Linked DNA regions of Sus scrofa: region 2 is linked to region 1. A link is a contact called in public HiChIP or PLAC-seq data. All regions are on one chromosome and are shown on one strand. Each heading gives the region's core, a stretch centred on a gene start, on an enhancer-like site or on the middle of the called end of the contact. The rest is flanking DNA. Distances are from core to core; before and after follow the strand shown.

Evidence for each region. HiChIP or PLAC-seq counts read pairs in DNA pulled down with a chosen protein or histone mark.
Region 2: an H3K27ac HiChIP or PLAC-seq map of alveolar macrophages shows a contact between it and region 1. The contact joins the promoter of DNAJC27 here to the enhancer-like site in region 1. A contact is called at or near these places in 7 of 47 Hi-C or Micro-C datasets (fetal liver, fetal skeletal muscle, liver and 4 more) and 1 of 2 datasets of contacts at active chromatin or transcription factors (alveolar macrophages).

Annotation. Positions count from the first base shown.
Region 1 is chr3:113,780,690-113,787,114 of Sscrofa11.1, reverse strand. No RefSeq gene overlaps it. Among named protein-coding and RNA genes, the nearest start is that of EFR3B, 25 kb to the right of the region's middle. Within about 2 kb of position 3,539, at least 6 of the 83 cell types and tissues checked have an H3K27ac peak or open chromatin away from gene starts, as enhancers often do. A contact at or near this core is called in alveolar macrophages and retroperitoneal adipose tissue, where this site is marked.
Region 2 is chr3:113,813,535-113,819,959 of Sscrofa11.1, reverse strand. DNAJC27 (dnaJ homolog subfamily C member 27) reads right to left here and starts at 3,242. Exons shown (of 7, transcript XM_021087775.1): 1 at 2,953-3,242. The coding sequence starts at 3,039.

The DNA.
Region 1 (6,425 bases), core at 2,290-4,789:
AGGGAGATGAACTCGAAGAGGTAGGCAGGAGCCGGGTCACAGATTTGATCGTATCCCTGAAGGATTTTAAACAGGGCACGGATGTGTCCAGATTTGCAATTAGGCCTGCTGCTTCTGGCAGCAGAAGGGGTGGAGTGAGCCAGACTGGAGGCAGGAAAAGTAGTCAGAAGGCGGCTGTGGGAAAGCACACAAGACACACTGAAGACTTCTGCTTGACGGAGAATGCCAGCTAATAAAACAGGACAATTAGCAGAAGCACCATTGTGCAGTCCCTCTTCGGGCAAGGATTATGGTGGGTCAACAGATGCTAAGATACCCATATGGTCTCAAAGAATCACTCCACTGATTATTAAATACAAAGAGGAAATGGTACCATTGCCATCGAAAGATCTGGAGGCTGTCACCTTAACCTACAGGTCAAATTCCCCCTCCACCCCCAACCTAGAGGTTAAATTGAACACAATGGGACAATCAGATGTTATGTGCTTTCCGATGTGATGCAGTAAGAAACATGGCACCTCTCCTATGCAGTGTTCTTGCTAAAGATGCCTAATCTGGGAGTTCCCACTGTGGCTCAGTGGGTTAAGAACCTGACATAGTGTCCTTAAGAATGCCGGTTCGGTCCCTGGCCTCGCTCAGTGGGTTAAGCGTCCAGTGTTGCCACAAGCTGTGGCATAGGTTGCGACTGCAGCTCAGATCTGGTGTTGCCATGGATGAATCTAATCATGAGGAAACAATCAGACAAACCCAGAATGTGCGAGATTACCTAAGAAAACCGGCTAGAACTCTTCAAAAAATTGGGGGTCAAAACCAAATAAAAGGAGTTCCCGTCCTGGCGCAGTGGTTAATGAATCTGACTGGGAACCATGAGGTTGTGGGTTCGGTCCCTGCCCTTGCTCAGTGGGTTAACGATCTGGCGTTGCCGTGAGCTGCGGTGTAGGTTGCAGACACGGCTCGGATCCCGCGTTGCTGTGGCTCTGGCGTAGGCCGATGGCTACAGCTCTGATTCGACCCCTAGCCTGGGAACCTCCATATGCCGCGGGAGCGGCCCAAGAAAGAGCAAAAAAAGACAAATAAATAAATAAATAAAAATAAATTTGAAAAGCTTAAAAAAAGAAATAAAAGCAAAATGTGTGCGCTCCTGTTGTGGCTTAGCTGTAATGAATCTGACCAGTATACATGAGGACTTGGGTTCTATCCCTGGTCCTGCTCAGTGGGTTAAGGATCCAGTGTTGCCTTGAGCTGGGATGTAGGTCACAGAAGTGGTTCAGATCTGGTGTTGCTGTGGCTGTGGTGGAGACTGGCAGTTACAGTTCTGATTTGACCCCAGCTTGGGAACTTCCATATGCCACAGGTGTGGCCCTAAAAAAAAAAATCAAAAAAAGTGAGGGAACTGGTTTAAAGCTATGGAGGTTAAAGAGATCCTTGATGTGATCTTTGATCAAAAACCCATAACAGCTATAAAATACGTTTTGGAGACAATTGGGGGAGTTTGAATATGAAGTAAATATTAGATATAAATTTTCTTAGGTATGATAATGATATCATAGTTGGGACAGAAAATGTCATATTCTTAGGTGATGCTGGAGAATTGAGAAGTAAAGTGTCCTGCTGTCTTCAACCTACTTTTAAATGGTTCCAGAAAATGTGTAAGGTATATATGTGTACATATATGATACACACGAATGCTTTTACGTACATACATGATACAAGTGGAGTGAAAAATATTGATCAAAATCCGTCAATGTCTGGCATAACAGCCTCTTTCCAAAAAATCTTTCCTTGGGAGTTCCCTGGTCACCTAGTGGTTAAGGACTTGGTGTTGTCACTGCTGTGGCGCGGGTTCAATCCTGGCTGGGAAACTTCCGCATGCCTTGGGCACAGCTAACAAATAAACAAAAACCACCTTTTCTCACCTCTCTGGAGAGTCATTCAGGTAACAGGTGTTGTGCATTTGCAGAAGGCCAAGTGGAGTAGTAGGTGCTAAGAATATGAAAATGAGTGCCAGGTGGTCATGGGCTCAGGCAGTGCCTAACTCTGTGAGGGCATCAGCAACACAAGCAGATAATTATAGAACAGCACGCTCGGCGCACTGAGAGTTACTGGCACTGAGAGAGAGTTACCGGCACCAAGAGATGCAGAGGAGGCACACCTCATTCAGTTGTAGATGGGTGAATCAGCGAGGACGTCCTGGAGGAGGCAACCGCCAGATCCATCAGCGAAGTCGGACTCAGCCGGAGCGGAGGTGGGATAGAAGTAGCTTGCTGTCTACTGGGCAGAGGCAGGAAGCAGCTCGAGCGCAGAAGAAGGAGAGGTGCAGTTATAAGCTGTTCATTACTGCAGGCGTGGAAGTGGAAAGTGCGGCTCGAGAGCAGACCCGGGGCTAAACCAGAGGTGCCTGGCTTGGCTGCCTGTTGGAATCACGGGGGAGCCGTATTAGGCTGTCAAGGCCTGGGTCCCGATTTAAACGGCCTGTGGTGCAGCCTGGCTGTTGGGGTTCCCCAGGCTCCCCAGATGATTCTGCTGTGAAGCCCTGGGGGAGAAAAGATCATGAACCAGAGTTCAGAATGGTCTCTGAGGGGAGACTGCAGGAGCCGGGGGTTGAGGGACGTGTGGGCAGGTGGAAGGGGCAGTTTGATTCCTGGGTGTGTATCTTGGTGACGGGGCGGGATCAGGATGCCACCAGCTGCAATAAAGGGTCAGAGTTGGGGGAAGGAGATGAGTTTGGTTTTGACAACCAAGTACCAAAACATCCAGATAGAATTGTCCAGCAGGTAGTGAGAGAAGATATACAGCATCAGAGGTACATCAGCTGGTGGCCTGAACGCATATTGATAGTTTTTGAGTCCGTGAAAGTAAATGAGATGACGTGGGGAGAAAATCAGACTTTTGAGGGTAATATGCTACGTGTGGGTGTGTGTGTGTCGGTGAGGGGCTGGGGAGGAGGCGGGAGGGAGAGGGAGATGGGGGTGAGTGAAGGCGGTCAAATGCTAACAATTTTCCTATTCAGGAGAAGGATACGTGAGAGTTTTTGCACTGTTCTTTCAGGTGGGTTTTGGTTTTGGTTTTGGTTTGGTTTGGTTTGGTAGATTTAGACATTATAAGAAAGAATGCAAAGAAGGAAGAAAAGAGAAAAGGAGATGAACTAAGAGAATTTGACCCAACATCGTGGCGGTGGGTTGGGGAGGAAGGTTGGCGCCAAGAGAATTGCAGAAACATTGGCCATCTGTTCTCGTCACCAGCATGAAGCCAGGGAAACTGGCCTGGGCAGGAGTTCCAGTCCTGGTCAAAGATTCTGTGCTATCCTCTCTTTGTGCGACCAGCAGCAACAATCAACAGCATTTAACCTCACTACGGGGCAGGCAGAGCGCCCTCAGTGGCCGGGAGGCAGGAGGCTGGATTCTAATCCCCGCTCCACCACCCTGAGGCTCTGAGGGGGTGATTTTGGCTCTTCCGAGGCTCTTCTCTGACAGCAAGGACTTTGGACCAGGCATCCTCTGAGGCTCTGCCTAACTTCCTGCAGTCATGCTTCCTTATTGGCGCTCCTCGGAGCCTTCTGAACTAAGCATTACAGAGGTTTTGTCACATCTGCTTTTGCATTCTCTCAGTCCTGATTCACTTTACAGTCCTTTTGGGCCACCCTCTCTTGAGAGCCTGTCCCTGAGCAGATGTGGTCCTCATTGAACTCTGCTCTGTGAGTGGAGCTATAATAGTCGCCCGTTCCTGACCTGTCTGCCCCTGGACCTAATGCAGGGCTTCTTCCCACACTCTAGGATATTGCTTTCTATTAATAACTCTTCGGATTTCCTCTTTTTTTTTTTTTTTTTTTGCTTTTTCAGGGCCGCGCCTGCAGCATAGGGAAGTTCCCAGGCTAGGCATCGAATTGGAGTTGCTGCTGCTGGCCTACACCACAGCCACGGCAACTGGGATCTGAGCCGCGTCTGTGACCTACACCACAGCTCAAGGCAACGCCGGATCCCAGACACTGAGCGAGGCCAGGGGTCGAAACTGTATCCTCAAGGACACTAGTCAGGCTGGCGGATACCAATCGGATTTGTTTCCCCTGTGCCACAACGGGAACTCCCTGATTTCCTCTTTGTGATAAAGCCAACTCATGCTTATGGTAGAAGCTGGAAAATTGGGGAAATTATAGAGAAGAAAACTTAAATTACTCACAATTCCACCATTTCACTGACAGCTACCATTAACATTTTTTTCTGAATGCATGTGAGGGTGCATGTGTGTTGCACAGCTGATCTTTTATCATCTACATAATTTTTACTCTGTTTTTTTTTTTTAACTTAATAACAAACCTTGAGCACTCTTTCATGGGGAAATGAAACAGATCGCCATTCTATAATTTCTTTGGCAGAGTTTTACAAGTTTTAGATGTCATTTTGGAACCTCACTTTTTCTTCTTTTTTTTTTGTTATAGTTGATATACAATGTTGTGCCGATTTCTGCTGTACAGCAAAGTGACCCAGTCTCTTTCTCTCTCTCTCTTTCTCTCTCTCTCTCTCACACACACACACATTTCTTTTCTCCTATCATCTCCCATCATGGTCTATCCCAAGAGATTGGACACATAGTTCCCTGTGCTGTACAGCAGGACCTCATTGTCCATCCATTCTTTTTTTTTTTTTTTTTTTTTTTTGTCTTTTTGCCTTTTCTAGGGCTGCTCCCTCGACATATGGAGGTTCCCAGGCCAGGGGTCGAATCGGAGCTGTAGCCACTGGCCTACACCAGAGCCACAGCAATGCAGGATCAGAGCCTACACCACAGCTCCTGGCAACGCCGGATCCTTAACCCACTGAGCAAGGCCAGGGACCGAACCCGCAACCTCATGGTTCCTAGTCGGATTCGTTAACCACCGCGCCACGATGGGAACTCCTGTCCAGCCATTCTAAATGTAATAATTCACATCTGCTTCCCCCAAACTCCCAGTCTATCCCACTCCCTTCCCCCACTCCCTTGGCTATCACAAGTCTATTCTCCATGTCTGTGAGTCTGTTTCTGTTCTGTAGATAGATCCATTTGATTTGCACCATGTTTTAGACTCCACATGTAAGTGATATCATAAGGTATTTGTCCTTCTCTTTCTGACTTATTTCACTTAGTATGAGAATTTCTAGTTGCATCCGTGCTGTTGCAACTGGGACCTCATTTTTAATAGTTCTCAACATAATAAAATACATTATGTATTTGAAAAATGTACTGTTAAAATTAAATATTTAAATATGTCATCATTTGATGTTCCCATTGTGGCTCAGCAGGTTATGAACCTGACTAGAATCTATGAGGATGTGGGTTTGATCCCTGGCCTCGCTCAGTGGGTTAAGGATCTGGTGTTGCCATAAGCTGTGGTGTAGGCACAGATGCAGCTTGGATCCCACATTGCTCTGGCTGTGGTGTAGGCCGGCAGCTGCAGCTCCGATTTGACCCCTAGCCTGGAAACCTCCATATGCCATGGGTACGGCCCTAAAAACCAAAACGAAACAAAACAAAAGGCATCATAACATTATAATGATATCATTATCTCCTTATCTAATTAAGAGTCACTGTTTTCATATAAAATGTTTTCCAAATGACTTGGCAACCCTGTCCATTTCTTCTGGTGCTGATGGAAGTCTGGCCTGGCACAACAACAGTGGTACAGGGGAAACACCAGGCGAGGCAAAGGATGAGAGGAAGAAATGGATTTAGAATTTCTCAGGTTATGATACTCGTATCATTAATGGCGGATCCATAGAGCCACTTCTGGGTGGTGCTGGTGGAATTTGTAGGGGGGGGTGTGTGTGTGTAGTGAATGGTTAGTTAGTAGTGAAGAGCCAAGTGGGAGGAAGGAGGAAATGAATTAAATATGATAAATGCGGAGGCATGTATGATAACCGCTTTAGAGAGTCTGCCTCTTCCTTTCTCACTCTTGCCAAATGATAAAGTCTAATTTTAATGCTCTGCGTGTGCATGGATATGCAGAGGGGTGGGGGAGACATGCAAGGGGGGGTGCACTCTAGAATCGTGAAAAAACAGAATTAATCATAAGCATTTTCTAATGTCACTAAATTAATTCAATTAAAAACATCATAACAGTTGACAGATGGGTAGTCTTTAATGTCTCCAAGGAAGTACCTGAACCATTCACCCACTCAAGCATCTCATATTTTCATCCAAGAAGTTCAAACCACTTAATTCTTCCTTATGGCTCCCCTGGGAAGTGAGAAAGAAGAAATTACTCTCCGCTTACTCTTTTATATATGTCTATATACACATTTTATTATGCACTTGTCTTAACAGGAAAGGAAACCCCATAAACCAAGCACATCACTCTAAAATCACTTCTAACCCTCATTAGAATGTGCACATTCACTTGAAATTGTGGCCTTGACTCCCTGTCTTCCTGCATTCTTTCCAAATACACATGTTTT
Region 2 (6,425 bases), core at 1,993-4,492, 33 kb before region 1:
TAAAAGTGAGATATACCATAATGTTTATACTTTTAAGGTATACATACAATTCAGTGGTTCTAAGCATATTCACAAAGGTGAATTAAGTGCCTTTTACTTTTTATTTCTTTTTAAGAAACAAATAAGACAGTGGATTTTCCTTTCATTACAGCTTTAAATTGGCCCTGAAAATTCTGTAATGGATTCTCTCCTTTCATCGCTTTCTACTTATTTTGTCATTTGCTTTGATTTTCCCTTTGTTTTTGTTTTTGTTTTTTTTTTCCTTCTTCTTTTATTCCCCGCACCTGCAGCATATGGAAGTTCCCAGGCCAGGGATAAAATCCAGGCTGCAGCTGTGACCTACCCCACAGCTGCAGCAATGCTGGATCCTTTATCTGCTGTGCCACAGCAAGAACTCCCGATTTGCCCTTTGATCCAAGGATTATTTACTGGAGCATGCCTTAATTTTTAACTTATTTATCTGTGTGTCTTCCTATATTTTCCAAATTCTTTAAAATGAATGTATTACTTTTAAAACTAAAGCAAAATTATTTTAAATTACACTTAAATCTTTTATCCACCTAAAATTTATTTTCGAGAAAGGTATTCAATAGGAATCCACTCCACCCCCAAAGAGTAGATAGCTATTGCAAAAGTACTTATTAAATGGTCCTTACTTTCCCACAGACTTACTATATTTGTTGTAAACTGACTTTCCTTGTATGTTTGTGTTTATTTCTGGGTGCTGTTCTGCTCCACTGATGTTTCTATCTCTGTTATTTCCTTTCTGGTATCAATAGGAAAAGTTTAGTAACTTTAAAATATGTTTTAATATCTGATAGTGTTAGTCTCTTCTCATTTCCTTTTCACAATAAAGAAATTGTATTGGAGTATGTTTACTTACAATGTTGTGTTAATTTCAGGTGTACATCAAAGTGAATGAGTTATACATATACACAGTCTCATATTTAATTTTTCACCTTTTATTATGTTCTGAAGAAAAAAAACCCTATTGGTATTTTAACTGGAACTGAATGACATTCGTAGATTATTTTAAAGAATTGACATCTCTAAAATATAGATCCTAATTATGGGGAAAGTATGTCTTTCCATTTGTCTAGGTAATTTATGTAAACTCTAAGAGCTTACAAAGTTTCTTCATATAGGTCCTAGGTCCTACCCATTTCTTTTTTTTTTTTTTTTTTTTTTTGTCTTTTCTAGGGCCGCTTTTTAGGGCTGCAGTTGCGGCATGTGGAGGTTCCCAGGCTGGAGGTCAAATCAGAGCTGTAGCTGCTGGCCTACACCACAGCCACAGCAACGTGGGATCCGAGCCACGTCTGCAACCTACACCACAGCTCACGGCAATTCCGGATCCTTAACCCACTGAGCAAGGACAGGGATGGAACCTGCAACCTCATGGTTCCTAGTCGGATTCCTTAACCACTGCGCCACGACGGGAACTCCCCTACCCATTTCTTAAGTTTAAACCTAGGCACTTTATTTTGGTTGTTATTGTAAATTGAAATCGTTTTTCAATTATATTTTCCAAACAATTATAATTTGATATAATAAAGCTATAAATTTTTGTACATTAATTTTGTCTTTTCTTATTATTTCTAATAGCTTTTCAGTTAATTCTCTCTGGGTTTCCATATAAACAATCTTATTATTAACAAATAATGATAATTTTGCTTTCTCCTTTCCAGTATTTTGTATGTTCTTTCTTTCCCCTAACTGCATTGGCTAATAAATCTAGAATATTACATAAATGTGATAACATTTTAAGCTATTTCTAACATTTTAAGCTATTTCTAATGTTGCACCACTAAGTACAGTAAAATTTAAAAAGTGAGCATGCTCACTTAGCCAGTTTAGTACATAACCTTCTAGAGGCTTTATTCTTTTTCTTTTCAAAGCCTGGCACAAAGCTGGCATTCAACAAATGTTGACTTTCAATTATGTTAATACATACATACATATAGATTCATGAATAGTACAAGAGAATACTAAATAGAAAGCAAAGACATGAATAAACATTTACTGAGCACCAACTATGTGCAAGGCACTGGCATAAATACTCCCATCAACAGCTCTTTTGGCATGCAGATCCTACTAGGAGTTGATTTTGACAGCACATGATGGAAAGAGCACTGCAATGGGAGTGTGAAGATCCAGGTTCTAACCCTGTCTCGGTCACTGATATGATGACCTTGGCAGGTTCTTAACCAAAAGCTTCCACTTACCCTGAAGGGGAGACAATTTAAGTCAAGTTGGAATTCACGCGAGGAAAGACCTTCCTTCATCTCTCTCCCTCCCTCCCCCCATGCTATGGGAGAGCTTAGAGCTGACCCAGTAGAAGCAGAACAGAAGGCAGGGAACTAAGACTTCTTTGAGATAATGGATGTAGTGACACTACCAGAAATAAAAACAAAACTAACAAAACAAAATAACACAAGTTCCTTGACATCCGTCGCACCTCCTCTGTGAAACACTTTAGCATCAGTCATGCTCTCTTGGCGATGAAATGTAGATTCTGGGCTCCATGTCTGCAGAGTAACATTTGACAAATCCTCATCCTCACACACGCCCAGTAAAGTCCCTTCGGCTCCCAAACCCCTCTGGGGGTCCCTGAACTTTTATTCTCCACCTCTAAGTCCTGGACGGGTCACCTGGAACGCCGATATGGTATCTAGGCAGGAGATCTGACATAAGGACCTAGGCCTCCTTAACTCTTTGGGATACAGTCAAGGGTTAGAAGCACACGAGGCACCTTCTTAGGTGTTGGAGAGGGGCAACCCAAAGGTCAAAAAGGTCAGGAGACTTTTCTGAGCGGAGCCGCATCTCTCAGGAGACCAGGCCTGCTCAGGGGCGGGGAGGAGGCTGAGCCCCGGGCTGTTGAGTGGCCGCCCTCCCAGCCAATCGGCACATCGCCCCGCCGCGCTGAGGTCCCGCCCCTCCCAGCGCGGTACTCACTTTCCCCACTTCGGCGTTGCCCATGGAGATGACTTTGATGCGTAGGGACTTGCCAGGCTCCTTCCGCTTCGGCACGTTGGCCTCCATTGCCCTCGCTCTCTCGGGGCCACCCGCCTCAGTCTCTCCTTGTTCACCGCGCTGGCCCGTCCCTCAGGCTTCCTAGTCCAATGGCGGAGCCGCTGCTCTCGTCACCGCCTCAACTCCGCTGCTCGCCATACCCGCCGCTGCCAGGCAGCGGGCGCGGGCAGTAGGGAGCGTCCGAACCTGCGGTGGGAGGGAGAAGAAAGTCTCGCGATGCTAGAAAAGGGCGGCGTGACGTCATCTCTAGGCCCTGGAGAGTCGGTTTTAGTTTTCCTGAGGTCAAGCGATCGAGCCTAGGTCGCGACCCTCGGCAGGAAGGTGGTGTGGCGGGGTGGCCGAGTTTACCTTTCATCGTGGGCGCGGCCTTGTGTTCAGGGGCTTCAGGACATAGGCATTTGTTAGGTTAGCAGCCAGGTGGTAGAAATTTATTGGCTGTTCAGGGCAGTTCCCAGGGCTGGAAGTAGCTGGAATTACGGGTTAGTTCAGGGCCCGGCCACGCTACACTGTCCGTTTGGGGTTTGTTTTTTTTCTTTTCTTTCTTTCTTTTTTTTTTTTTTTTTTTTTTTTGGTGGATTCTTCAGTGCCCAAGGGCCCATCCATTAACCCCTCTTCCAATATTATGCTTCCCTTCGGAGTCCCTGAGGGACAGAGTCAGAAGCCAGGGAAGTGGGGAAGTCGGGGCCCTGGTACTGGAGGAGGGCCATTAGGCAAGATCTGTATTAAGAAAGACTCGACGTGTTTATTCTTTAAAATAAATTATGAAATACGTTGGACAAACGTAAAGCTACAAAGAGTAATGTAAGTATCTGTGTATCCACCACTTACCTTAAGAAATAAAACGTCACGATACTGTGTGCACTCTTCCCCGAATGGACATCCCTCTTCCCACACTGCAAAATGTTGCAGCTATTTGAATTGGAGCTTTTAATTTCCAGGCTTTTGTTTTACTACGTATGTATATATACCTCGAAATATAGAATTATATTTAATCTTTTAGAAATCTTTGTTTTGAAATAATTTCGAGAATAGTAGGGGGGAAAAACCTTGTATACCTTTTATCCAGATTCATTGTCCACATTTTGCCTCATTTACTATATTGGCCATGATCACTGTGTATACATAAATATACACACTTTTTTCCTTGAATCATTTGAGAGTAATTTGCAAAAATCTTTATCCATAGATAATTTGATGTGTATTTCCTAGGAATAAGGACTTTCCCTTACATAGCAACAGTAAGCAAAACGTAACATTGTTATCTAACCCTGTGGCTCTCAAACTGTGCACTGAGTGCCCCCACAGCCCCACAGTGAATTTATAGGAGCTATCTGTGCGATATTTTGTATTCTAATATCTCAAGGAAAAACTATGCAAAACTACTCACTCGAGGTTATGTACAATTTTAACAATAGATGGCGCCATATTCCTTGGATATGCCGTATTTGGGACGCTGCGATTTTCCGTGTTTCTGATAAAGAGAAAAGTGCAGAAATAAACGTACAACGGGAGTTCTCTGGTGGCTCTGGGGGTTAAGGATATTACATTGTCACTTCTGGTTCTGGTTACTGCTGTGGCTCGGGTTTGATCCCAGGCCTGGGACCTTCTGAATGTTGTGGATGCGACCCCCCCCTCACCCGCACAAAAGTATAAAAATAAAAGGATTGTCTTGTTTAAAAAAAAAAAAAATCAGTGTGGAATAGGAAATAAAAGTGGTCTTGTCCAATGTGATTCCAAAGTTTCAGAAGTTGTGCAATGCATAACAGCAGCATAAATCCCATTGGTAGGTAACTGTGGATGATTCCACCCTTAGCCTGGGAACTTGCATAAGCTGTGGGTGCAGCCTTAAAAAAAAAAAAAAAAAAAAAAGGACACACACATACGCAAATATATATATATATATATATTCCATTTATTAATGATAGAAACTTTAGTTGGTAAAGTTGTCGAGTAGTGTTCACTAGGAAAATTCACAGTAAAGTGACTTTTTCCCTTTGTAATAAGTAATTTGTAAGGGGATATTTTGAGATTCTGTAACTATCGCCCACAAATTTTTAAGAACCCAGTGATGACTCATGGCTAAAGAGGTATTACTGTGATGAGTGCAAAATGATAATTCTCTTACTCCGTCTTTTCTCCCACATTTATTGCTTGGTGATCTACCATAAGGGAGAGCTTTCTTTTCTCATTCATTAATTTATCAATTTATATCAGGGTGGACTCATTTGTTCTTATTTTACTCCATGAATATTCCACTATTTCTTTTTTTTTTTTTTTTTTTTGAGATTTTTGTTGTTGTTGTTGTTGCTATTTCTTGAGCCGCTCCCGCAGCATATGGAGGTTCCCAGGCTAGGGGTCGAATCGGAGCTGGAGCCACCGGCCTACGCCAGAGCCACAGCAACGCGGGATCCGAGCCGCGTCTGCAACCTACACCACAGCTCACAGCAACGCCGGATCGTTAACCCACTGAGCAAGGGCAGGGACCGAACCCGCAACCTCATGGTTCCTAGTCGGATTCGTTAACCACTGCGCCACGACGGGAACTCCCCACTATTTCTATTATTTGTTTTAATTCTCAAGCTGGCTCTTATATCTTTTTGATATGTTTCTACCGTTTTTTTTTTTTAGCACTTCCTGGCTTTCAGTCACAACAGCGAGCCCTTGTTCCGTAGGTCCTTTTAGTGGAGAATGATATTTAGAAACCAAGATCTGGGTGCTACAGATGATCATTGATATTAGGGTGTCTTTGCTTTGGGTCTTTTCAGCTGATTGAGCCAAAAAAAGTGTGTGTATATATATATGCATATATACATATATAATATACATGTACATTTATAAAATATGTGTGTATACATACACATACATGCATGCATCTATGCATAATGTGTGGGTAATAAATCCATGTATTAAATGTCGTTCATACTGATGTCCGCAATCCATTTTAGCACAGCCGGCTTTGTTCGAGTCTTCTCCCTTTCCATATTTATTACTTCCTTCTTTGACGGTGAGAAACCCGGCTCTCATCCTCAATATATTTAGTATTTGCTCAGTCCTGCAATGCAGAGCAAGTAGCTTCAGAATGGCTAACCCACACCGTCTCAAAACACAGAAACACTTTGACCTGGAGTTTCATATTTGTTGATAGCTATTTTTTGTCTCGAAGTGACAAATATAGTTTATTATATGGTTTCATATAGTGTAAGTATTGGGTTCAGCAGTCCTTTTTTCCTCCTCTTCGAATTGTTATGCTTTTCATTTGAAATACAATTAAGTTCACTTGTTTCTGTTTGTGCTTTTAGTTTTTTCCCTTTCCTTACTGTTGACTTTATTCAATTTTTTGAATGTGTAAAACATTAAGGTAGCTTCAAAAGTAAAATGATACAAATGGATCTACT